Linked DNA regions of Triticum aestivum: region 2 is linked to region 1. The links are chromatin contacts, called in public Hi-C maps. All regions are on one chromosome and are shown on one strand. The core of a region is the stretch at or near the end of the contact, and the rest is flanking DNA. Distances in the headings are between cores, read along the strand shown.

Region 1 (4,519 bases), core at 1,911-4,410:
CCTAATCTCGAAATACGCCAACCCAACAAGTACCTTTGGAGACACCTGTAGAGCACCTTTATAATCACCCAGTTATGTTGTGACGTTTGGTAGCACACAAAGTGTTCCTCCGGTAAACGGGAGTTGCATAATCTCATAGTCATATGAATATGTATAAGTCATGAAGAAAGCAATATCAACATACTAAACGATCAAGTGCTAAGCTAACGGAATGGGTCAAGTCAATCACATCATTCTCCTAATGATGTGATCCCCTCATGTCTATGGTTAGGAAACTTAACCATCTTTGATTAACGAGCTAGTCAAGTAGAGGCATACTAGTGACACTTATGTTTGTCTATGTATTCACACATGTATTATGTTTCCAGTTAATACAATTCTAGCATGAATAATAAACATTTATCATGAAATAAGGAAATAAATAATAACTTTATTATTGCCTCTAGGGCATATTTCCTTCATGTAATACTATAACATGGCCATTTCTCTTTCTTTATTGGTCACGTGGGAGGGCATTTTCCTTTTCCAGCCTGGGGTTTTTCTTTTCTTGTCATTCCGTTTTTCTGTTTTCTTTAAATACTTCTGCCAAAACAAAAAAATAAACAAAAAGTAAAAAACAACACAAGCCAGCCCAAATCAGTCAAGCTCACAAAAAAGAGAAGACAGAAGGCAACCGAGCCCACAAACTAGCCCAACAAGTGAACAACGGAAAACCAACGGCAGAACCAGCGATCAAACATGGCGATCACACGTGGGTGACGTCATTCAACAAGTGAGCGAAGTCTCAGTCGACTGAGGCCTAGACGGTCACATTTTCAGTTGCTTCTAAATGATCCCATGATCATCGAAATTGAAGTTTCCGTGACCAAGTTATGCTTGTTTTAGTATCATGTCATTTGTTGTCCTCGGATATTCGGTACAAACCGGAGCTCCGGTGTCCTGGGACTAGAAGGTGTCCAGAAAAATGCTTCTCTAGGACCAGATGACCTCGATGTGGCTGTCTACCTCTTGGCTTGGAAGTGTTTAAGAGATGATGTTACTAGGTTTGAGTGTCGGTGTTGGAGATGCCCTTAGTTTTATGTAATCTCATGGCTAATTATCGGTATCCAAACAACCACTTAGCTAATTGAGCTAGCTCATGAGCTACCGTATTGCAACCCCCCTGTTGCAATCACTAGATTCCCCACACGTGAACGATCAGAAACTTTCATTGATTTGAGAATCGTATATTTATACAGGAATTTGAGTCGCATCGAATAGGCTCCTCTACAGATATATGCGTCGGTACGACGCTTGAACACTAATAACCGACTAATGACAGTCGAAATGATGGTTCGCTAATAAGTCTAACAAAACACTCTCCAAATTCCACTTCTTCCTTAACCATAGTAGCATTATTAGTACCCACCAGAATCCCTCCCGACCTACCTCTGGATGGTGAAATATTCCAATCAAAACTTTCCTGTCCACCCAACTCAGACAATTCTACCGAATTAAACTCAGTTTCCATTGTCTCTTGGATGCCCACAAAGTCAAGACTGTTTACATTGATATGATCTTTGATAAATTTCTTTTTATCCTTATCACCAATACCTTTACTATTCCATATTAACCCCCTCAACATTTTTATAATTACCCTCTTTTCTCTTTTATATCTTTTTCCTCAAAAAATAGAAAAAAAACTGACCCGAGTGAAGCAGAAGGTAGGGAAAAGGGAATATTTCAACTAGTGATTATTCTTCCTTTTCCTGTTTCCAACGCAACTAATGACAGTGCCTAATGACGGTTTGCTAATGACATCCTTCGTAACTGTCGGTTCGTAACACAAACAACCACTTAGCTAATGGGGCTAGCTCATGAAGTCATGAGCTACCCATATTGCAATCCCCGTTGCAATCACTAGATTCCCCACACGTGAATGAAATTCGGTTGCTGCTCACTCATTCAAATCTCTTTCACTTTTTACAGAATTCACAAGTCTCGTACAGTTGAACGCCCCGCCGCTTCCCCTGCTACCCAAAATAACTCTACCGTCAGCTTGCCCGAAACGCAGTGAGCTCCAAACCCAACCGGAGCCCCACGGCCCCGCCCCAAGGGGACGGCACACGGGGCTCGCTCGCCCGCCCCACGGCTGTACCGGCCGGCCGACCGGCGCGGTCAGAAATGGGTGGACGCGTCGCGTCGAGCGGGATAGTGAGATAGCCGGAGAGCTGGTGGCCGCGCTGCAGATAGGACACGGAGGCGTGGAGGCTCGGAGATTGGGTGAGATGGGGATTGGCTCCGGGGTGACGAGATGAGGGGGCGGCCTCTGGCCATTGGTTCTGGTTCCCTCTCGGGATGCCGCCAAATCCCCTGAGCCCCGTCGCTCTCCCCCGTGGCCAGCGCGCCCGCCCGCCCGCCCGCGCGTACACTGCACTGCGGTGCAGCTGGGGACGCTCTGCGCCATTGGTTTCGTACCGTCCAGACCTTCTCTACTGACTGGAGTTTACTAGCACTTCAGTTATTGAAGGTTTGGAAACCTCTGTCAGTACGGTTCAAGTAACGCCCGGATGAATCTATGATGAATTTATTACTGTGCTCTCTCACCTTGTATTTAGCCTGATACAATTTTGACATCACTAGTTCTTTTAATCGAGAGAAGGAGAAGAAGAAGACATCACTAGTAGTTCTTGGATCCAACATTTTCGTGGCGTACGTTATTCGTACACGGATGGCGGTAAAAGAACTCTCACCCGCGTTCTAGAGCCCCTCCAGGCGCCGTGAATGGAAAACCTGCAAGTGGATAATTATGCGCCATGAGTTTTTTCAGATAAGCAAAAGTTGCTCCAGAAGAACCGGCGAAATACATGTCATCGCACATGAGAAAGTAGAATTAACAAAAAAACACCATTCTTTTCGCCATATCAGCTCGTTTCTAATGTTAGCCACTAATCACTTGCACAGACACATGAAACTGCACGCACACACTCATAAAAACTTCACCATTTGGCCGACAGAAGACTCGTGCCCAGCCTCCCCTGCTCTCTGTAACCACAACATTTTGCATCCACTATTCCTCTTTTATTCCCAGACTGGAGTAATCTCAACATTCTATCCACTATTCATATTCACTCGCTCGCTCCCTTTGCTGCGCTCTTGTCCTCTTCCCACTCCGCCTGCGCCTTCAACTTCAGGTTCACAGAGCCAGTGGAAGCTGTTCAGCTCAGCTCAGCTAGCTAGCTCGTAGCAGCATCTAGGCGCTGCTATATATCACCTTATCCTCTCTCTAGCCCACCTCTCTCGCTCGCTCGCTCGCTCGCTCCCTCGCTATCTCCTCTCCTCTTCACCATCTAAATGCCAAGAGCACGGTAGCTACCTTGAGAAGTTCAGATTCTCATTCCGTTGGGAATTTCGGGATAGAAACTGCAAGCGAGCCGTCGAGGTTTGTGGAAGCAGCAGCAGCAAGCTAGCGTTGCGAGGGCCGGGCGGGCGGCATGGCGCCCAAGGCGGGGAAGGCCAAGCCCAAGGCCAAGGGCGACAAGAAGAAGAAGGAAGAGAAAGGTGCGTGCGTGCGCTAGTTGTAAACTCGATTCTCCTACTCTGTAGAATTCAAATCTTTGCTGAATTGCAAGTTCAGAAGATGATGAGTTTTTGCCGATTTTCAATCGGTTCTGAATGATTTTGTTTGTGAATGAACGTACGTGTAAATTGATGCAGTTCTGCCGACGGTGCTGGACGTGACCGTGGAGGCGCCGGACTACACCCACCTCACGCTCAAGGTGAGAAGACCGACCGCCCCGCCCCGCCTGGCTAAGCTTATCTTCTTCCCTCCACGAGGTTTTACGTGGGGAGAGGAGAGCTCCATCAGTTACGGCCCACGCGATATATACGCCTTTGGCATTTTCTTATCTTCCTTTTGCGCCTGCGGCCGTGCATTCCTACCGTTTGTCCTTCTTCCGCTATGCACAACAATCTCATCACGTGCTTAGAATTCACGCTCGTATTTACACGTTCACACAAAAAAAAACCACGGAAAGATTTAAATTCGGGGCACAAACTCTGCCAAACTCTATGTAAAAAGGAGCTCCCAAATTTCAAAACAAAATGGTCCACAAAACAACATCCGTGCCATGCATGCCAGGTGGAACACCGTACAGTTGGAGCAGGTTAATTAGAGGTCCAAGTGACTTCCGAAACATTTTTGCTTAGTTTTGACCCAGTTTACTAAAATTAACCGAGCAACTCTCTTTTTGCTTATTCCCGCAAAAAAAACCTCTTCTGCTTAATGGATGAATTGATGAAACAAACTTTTTGCCTCGGTTTAAACAAAATCACCATCGGAGTAATAATAAGCTAGTAAGAGAAATGAGCAACCAATGCATATGCGCCTTCTTGCACTTTCAGGGCATATCGACGGACAGGATCCTCGACGTGCGGAAGCTCCTGGCCGTCCACGTGGACACCTGCCACATCACCAGCTTCTCCCTCTGCCACGAGGTACACGTCACAGACCCGAGCGGCTGAAAACTGCTTCAGAGTT
Region 2 (4,825 bases), core at 1,324-3,823, 280 kb before region 1:
GTCAGCGTCGCTTTGCCAGTGCAGCAGCATTCATTGATGACGAAACTGGGCAACGCAAACAGATGCCGGTGGTCGGTGACAACTTTTTACCCCCAAACACATTCCGGATGCATGGAGAGAGTCAAAGTTTTGTACTGTAGTAACCTTCCTCCTCTTTGGTTCTCAGTAAATTGTGTTTTGTACTAACATAATGCTACTCCTGAAAACCAAGTAAAATGGCTTGCTAAACCAAAAGCCAAGGAGCCTTTTTTCCCCTCCTCCTGAAAAACCAAAGGCCTCCTCTCGCTTTTCATCTTTTGGGACGGGTCTCAAGGAACACAAAAGCGTGCACGCTTCTTTTCATATCCCACCCCCAAAAATGCTCCCTCCCCCTGGTTTCACAAATCCGTGACGTCATCTCCCGCCTTCACAGGCTCCAAGCACAAAGCCAACTTCAACGTGTCGATCTATTCTGTTTGGGTGTAAGGCGATAAAAAACACGGCCCAACGTGCCGACACAAACGGATGGATGTCCGTTTTTGGCCACAGTTATGGCCCATATTTGGGTTTGGTTTGTGTCCTTGCGGCACGCGGTGTGACGTCCTACCTTGGCCTGCCCATATGTGGCAGACCATCCTCCCTCCCAACAAGCACCACGCCCTCTTCGCCGTCGCTGCCGCCCATTTTTGGCCTCTGTGCCACCACCCAACTCCGTCCATTCACCGGTTGCGACTCGCCACCGCCCGTAAGGTATTCGGCTATTTGTCCAACGCAATCGAGGCACATCCCTCCGTCAAGTGAGGCACAATTTCATCATGGTGGGCAGGTATGATGATTTTTTTATAACAACTTCATATGTTCATCATCGTCCGAAGAATCATTTTGACGAGGATGATGATGGTGTGATACCTGCTTTGGTTATCAATGAGCACATTGCTAGGCAACGACCAAGGTTTAAGGGATCGATCCCGAACCATGCTTCGGATTTGAGTCATAACGGAGAGAGCGGCCAATGCCTACTCTACATGATTATTTAAAGTACAATGACCCATTATTCCCTCCCAAGGTTTTCCAGTGACGCTTTCGGATGACGAGACATATGTTCAACCGTATTATGGAGGGAGTGGTAGCTATGATGATTGCTTGAAATGCAAGTATGATGCCCTTGGAAATGTTGGCTTCTCCTCTTATGAGAAATGTATTTGCGTCTGTTGGTATGCTTGCATATGGAATTCCCGATAAAATTGTGGATGAGTATGTCCGCATGAGTGAGTCCACATGCCTTGCATCATTGTACAAGTTCTGCAAATCTGTGGTTGCAGTGTTTGGCCCGAATACTTGAGAGAACTAAATGCTACGGATACAACCCGATTGTTAGCAATCAATGAATCGAGAGGCTTTTCTGGGGATGCTTGGAAGCATAGATTGTATGCATTGGAAGTGAAAGAATTGTTCATTTGCTTGGTAGGGGTACAAGGGACATGTTAAAGCTTGCACGGTCATACTTGAAGTTGTGACATCAAAAGATATCTGGATTTGGCACTCTTTTTTCAGCATGACAGGTTCTTACAATGACATCAATGTACTTCAACGCTCTCTGGTGTTCACAAGTCTTTCGAAAGGCAAGTCCCTAGCGGTTAACTTTGAGATCAATGGTCATCAATACAACAAGGGATACTACTTAGCTGATGCTATCTATCTTCACTGGTCTACGATTGTCAAGACAATCTCCAATCCGTAGGAGAGAAGAGGGTCGGGTTTGCCAAAGAACAAGAGAGTTAGGAAGGATGTGGAGCGTGCTTTTGGTATGCTTCAATCTCAATGGGCTATTGTTCGACACCCTGCTAGAACATGGAGCAAACAAAAGATGTGAGAGGTAATGACTGCTTGTGTGATCATGCTTAACATGACCGTAGACGATGAGTGTGACGACAACCTCTTTGACCAAGGGGAGATTTCCAGGGTGAAGGCGTTGAGCCCGAGAGCGGCAACGTTTGCACAGTTCATTCAATTTCACCCAAAAAATGCGTGACTAGACAACTCACTTCAAGTTCAAAACATGCAGCAACCAATAAATGTATCCGCTCTTTCATTTTTCAATGTAGTTCGCACAAATTTCAATTCATTTGGTTGTGAACCATGACATTTATTTATTATGATGTAAAACCGTGTGACTTGTTTGTTTAGTTATGTGTAATGTTTTATTTTTATTTGTTTGCCTAATTAACGCGTATAGAAATTTGGCGGAAAAAACGGTGAGCGAACCAAATGGATCGGTCGGTCGAACACACTGTCCAAAAATTCATTGATGAAGACATACGCCATTTATATATATATTTTTTAAAACGCCACATCTACAGCTGACCCAAACGGACAAAAGTGAACCAAATCGGCATCAGCGTAAGTAGGCCCTGCCTGCACTGCCCACAGAGGATCCGGAGGGGAGGAGCGCGCACGGGCACGGCTACTGGTTGTTGGCGGGCGGGTAGCCCAAAACGAAAACGCCCCTCTCTGTCTTGCTGGCGGTCAAGCGTGAACGCCGTGAGTAGCCGTCCCGTCGCCCGGGCGACAGCTACTACCGGTGCCAGAAAGCCAGCGCGTCACGTCACGGGCACGGCTGAAAGCCACCGTCAAGGACGCCAAGGAAACGGGAGTGGCTTCCAAGGCCACCGTTTTTCCTTTCTTTCTGCTAGTGGCACCAACAGCCCGCCCACGCCACGGCACAAGCACAGCCAGAAACCACGAGATAACGCGGCGCACGCGACCAAACCGCACCGAGGCAGAGAGAGCGAGAGATTGGGAGGAGCTCCGGCAGGCAGGCAGCAGGAAGTCGAGCCGAGGAGCCACCGGAGGTGAGCTGAGCTCCTGACCATTTCGTCCTTACTGACGCAGGATTTCGGTAGCTGATGTATATTTGCGCTCTTGTCTTGGGCTGCAGTGACCTGCCGGCCGGGGAGCATGGAGGAGCCGTCCATGGCCGACCCGCCGCGGATCTTCTGGAAGTCCAGGAGGAGGCCGTCGTCAGGTAGGGGTGCTCTGCTCCTTCTTGCTGCTTCAAATCCTTTGAGCAAACGTCTTCAACTCTTGAATCCATCCTGATTTGAACCGCTTCGTTTTAAAAAAGAAGAGGATATTGTTCCTTTACAAAGAAAGGAGCCTGTCCGTCCTTCAGCCATTCCCTCTTCTCTCCCACAACCGTATTGCCGGTTTCGCCAAATTTCAGTCCAGATCTCGGCAAAGGCTCCCCTCATGCTTTCTCTCTCTCTCTCTCTCTCTCTCTCTCTCTCTCTCTCTCTCTCTCTCTCTCTCCTGGGAATTAATTTTGAAATTTGCTCCTGCCATTTCTTTCTTGAAAATTATCACGAAGTCTTACACCAATTCGATTTACAGCCCAGAATCTCCCTCTGTTCCTCGATTCTTCGTTAGCTTCCTCTGCCTCTGCCTCTGCCTCTGCAAAAATTAGTGGCTTCTTCCTTTTTGTTCGTCGGTTCTTTCTAGGATGTTCATCCGTCTTCGCACGGCACCAGACCTGACGGCCTGAAACATTCCAGCAGTGAGATATTGCGTGAGGAAATGGATTGACAATTGCCACCTCACGTAGACGAATCACGAATATACAACTACCAATACGAGTAAGAAAATCGCAGTTTCCGCCCACACGTTAGTCACGCGGCTGCCCGGCGCAACTGATTCTTCGATGTATATTTATAATCAATTAATCAACGGCCTCGCGCAAGCAAGGTCGTTCAGAGCTTCAGACCTTGGTTAGTTTGGGGGTAATTTCTCACAAGGGGGGTGGGTGGGTGCTGTGCTGCTGTAGTGCCCCAATTGCCTAGCCTTGCTTGCCGTTGCCGGCAAGATCTCTGCGGGCCGGCAGCTGCAGCAGCTACCCAGTAGTGGTCGTGGTCGTGGTCGTGCGAATATGCTCGCGCCAAGAAACCGTATCCCTTTCAGTAATTTGCTGTTGTTGGGTTTCACTTTTCAGTAATTTCACAGCGCTGCTATGCACACGACAAAATCAAGCCGATGCTTGCACGACGCTATGGTTAGAACCGTCCATGCATAGAAGAAATTGTAGCCCAGCCGCTGATTTACTGTCGTCCACAAATCGTCCAAGGAAACGTCGTCCGTATAGTAGTTTCGTTTCAGCCCCACTCCTCTGAATTCTATTAGTATTCTGTCTTGGGCAATGTTACGAGATGCTCTCCAGGAGCAGGGGAAGCTTGGCTGCGAGGGCAGCAGCGAACAAGGCTGTAATTTCTTCTCAGAAAAAGAGGGCTGCAGTTTTGGTAATACAACTACTAGATGACAGAGGGTGAATGTGATGGGCTGAGATATCTATGGCCTTAATTCTCTGACTTAGTAGATAATGCCGATTGTTTATTATGGCGCAACCCGAGGCTCGAGAGATGCGCGTGTTTCGTGACCACTCGCTTATTTTAGAGTTCATGTCAGAATGTTCAGTAGTAAATAAGTTAATCTAATGATGCTACTACTGACCAAATTACCGTGTCTGAACCTGCCAATGTTGACCAGTAAGCTACCGTGTAAGTAAATCAGTTTGCTCTTAGTGTGTAACCAATGAACAGATAAAAGGGTTAAATTGTTTCCACTATCCTCTCCAGAGCTTCTGAGAATATTCTTTCAGTAGATCTTGCAGGGAATTCCTTGTATTATACAGTATATGTGTTCTAAGCTGTAAGCTGTCCCTGTCTATCACAACCCTTTCTTGCTTTGCTTCCTTGTCAAGGAGAGGGCATACAGCTTGTTGAAGTACGCATCCATGTTCCAAATGGCAGCAAAACTCACTCTCACCTATCATCACTCTACCTGTCTACCAGTAATC

What was found. Hi-C and Micro-C count contacts between places; a contact is called where the count stands out from the background.
Region 2: a Hi-C map of leaf shows a contact between it and region 1, with 2.4 times the contacts expected there. The contact joins the promoter of LOC123128746 here to the promoter of LOC123128742 in region 1. A contact is called at or near these places in 2 of 5 Hi-C or Micro-C datasets (both in leaf).

What each region holds. Positions count from the first base shown.
Region 1 is chr6A:588,717,311-588,721,829 of IWGSC CS RefSeq v2.1, reverse strand. LOC123128742 (protein TSS) reads left to right here and starts at 3,160. Exons shown (of 24, transcript XM_044548832.1): 1 at 3,160-3,540; 2 at 3,697-3,758; 3 at 4,384-4,476. The coding sequence starts at 3,474.
Region 2 is chr6A:588,997,501-589,002,325 of IWGSC CS RefSeq v2.1, reverse strand. It overlaps LOC123128746 (protein HEADING DATE REPRESSOR 1), which reads left to right and starts at 2,573. Exons shown (of 4, transcript XM_044548837.1): 1 at 2,573-2,831; 2 at 2,918-3,004. The coding sequence starts at 2,938.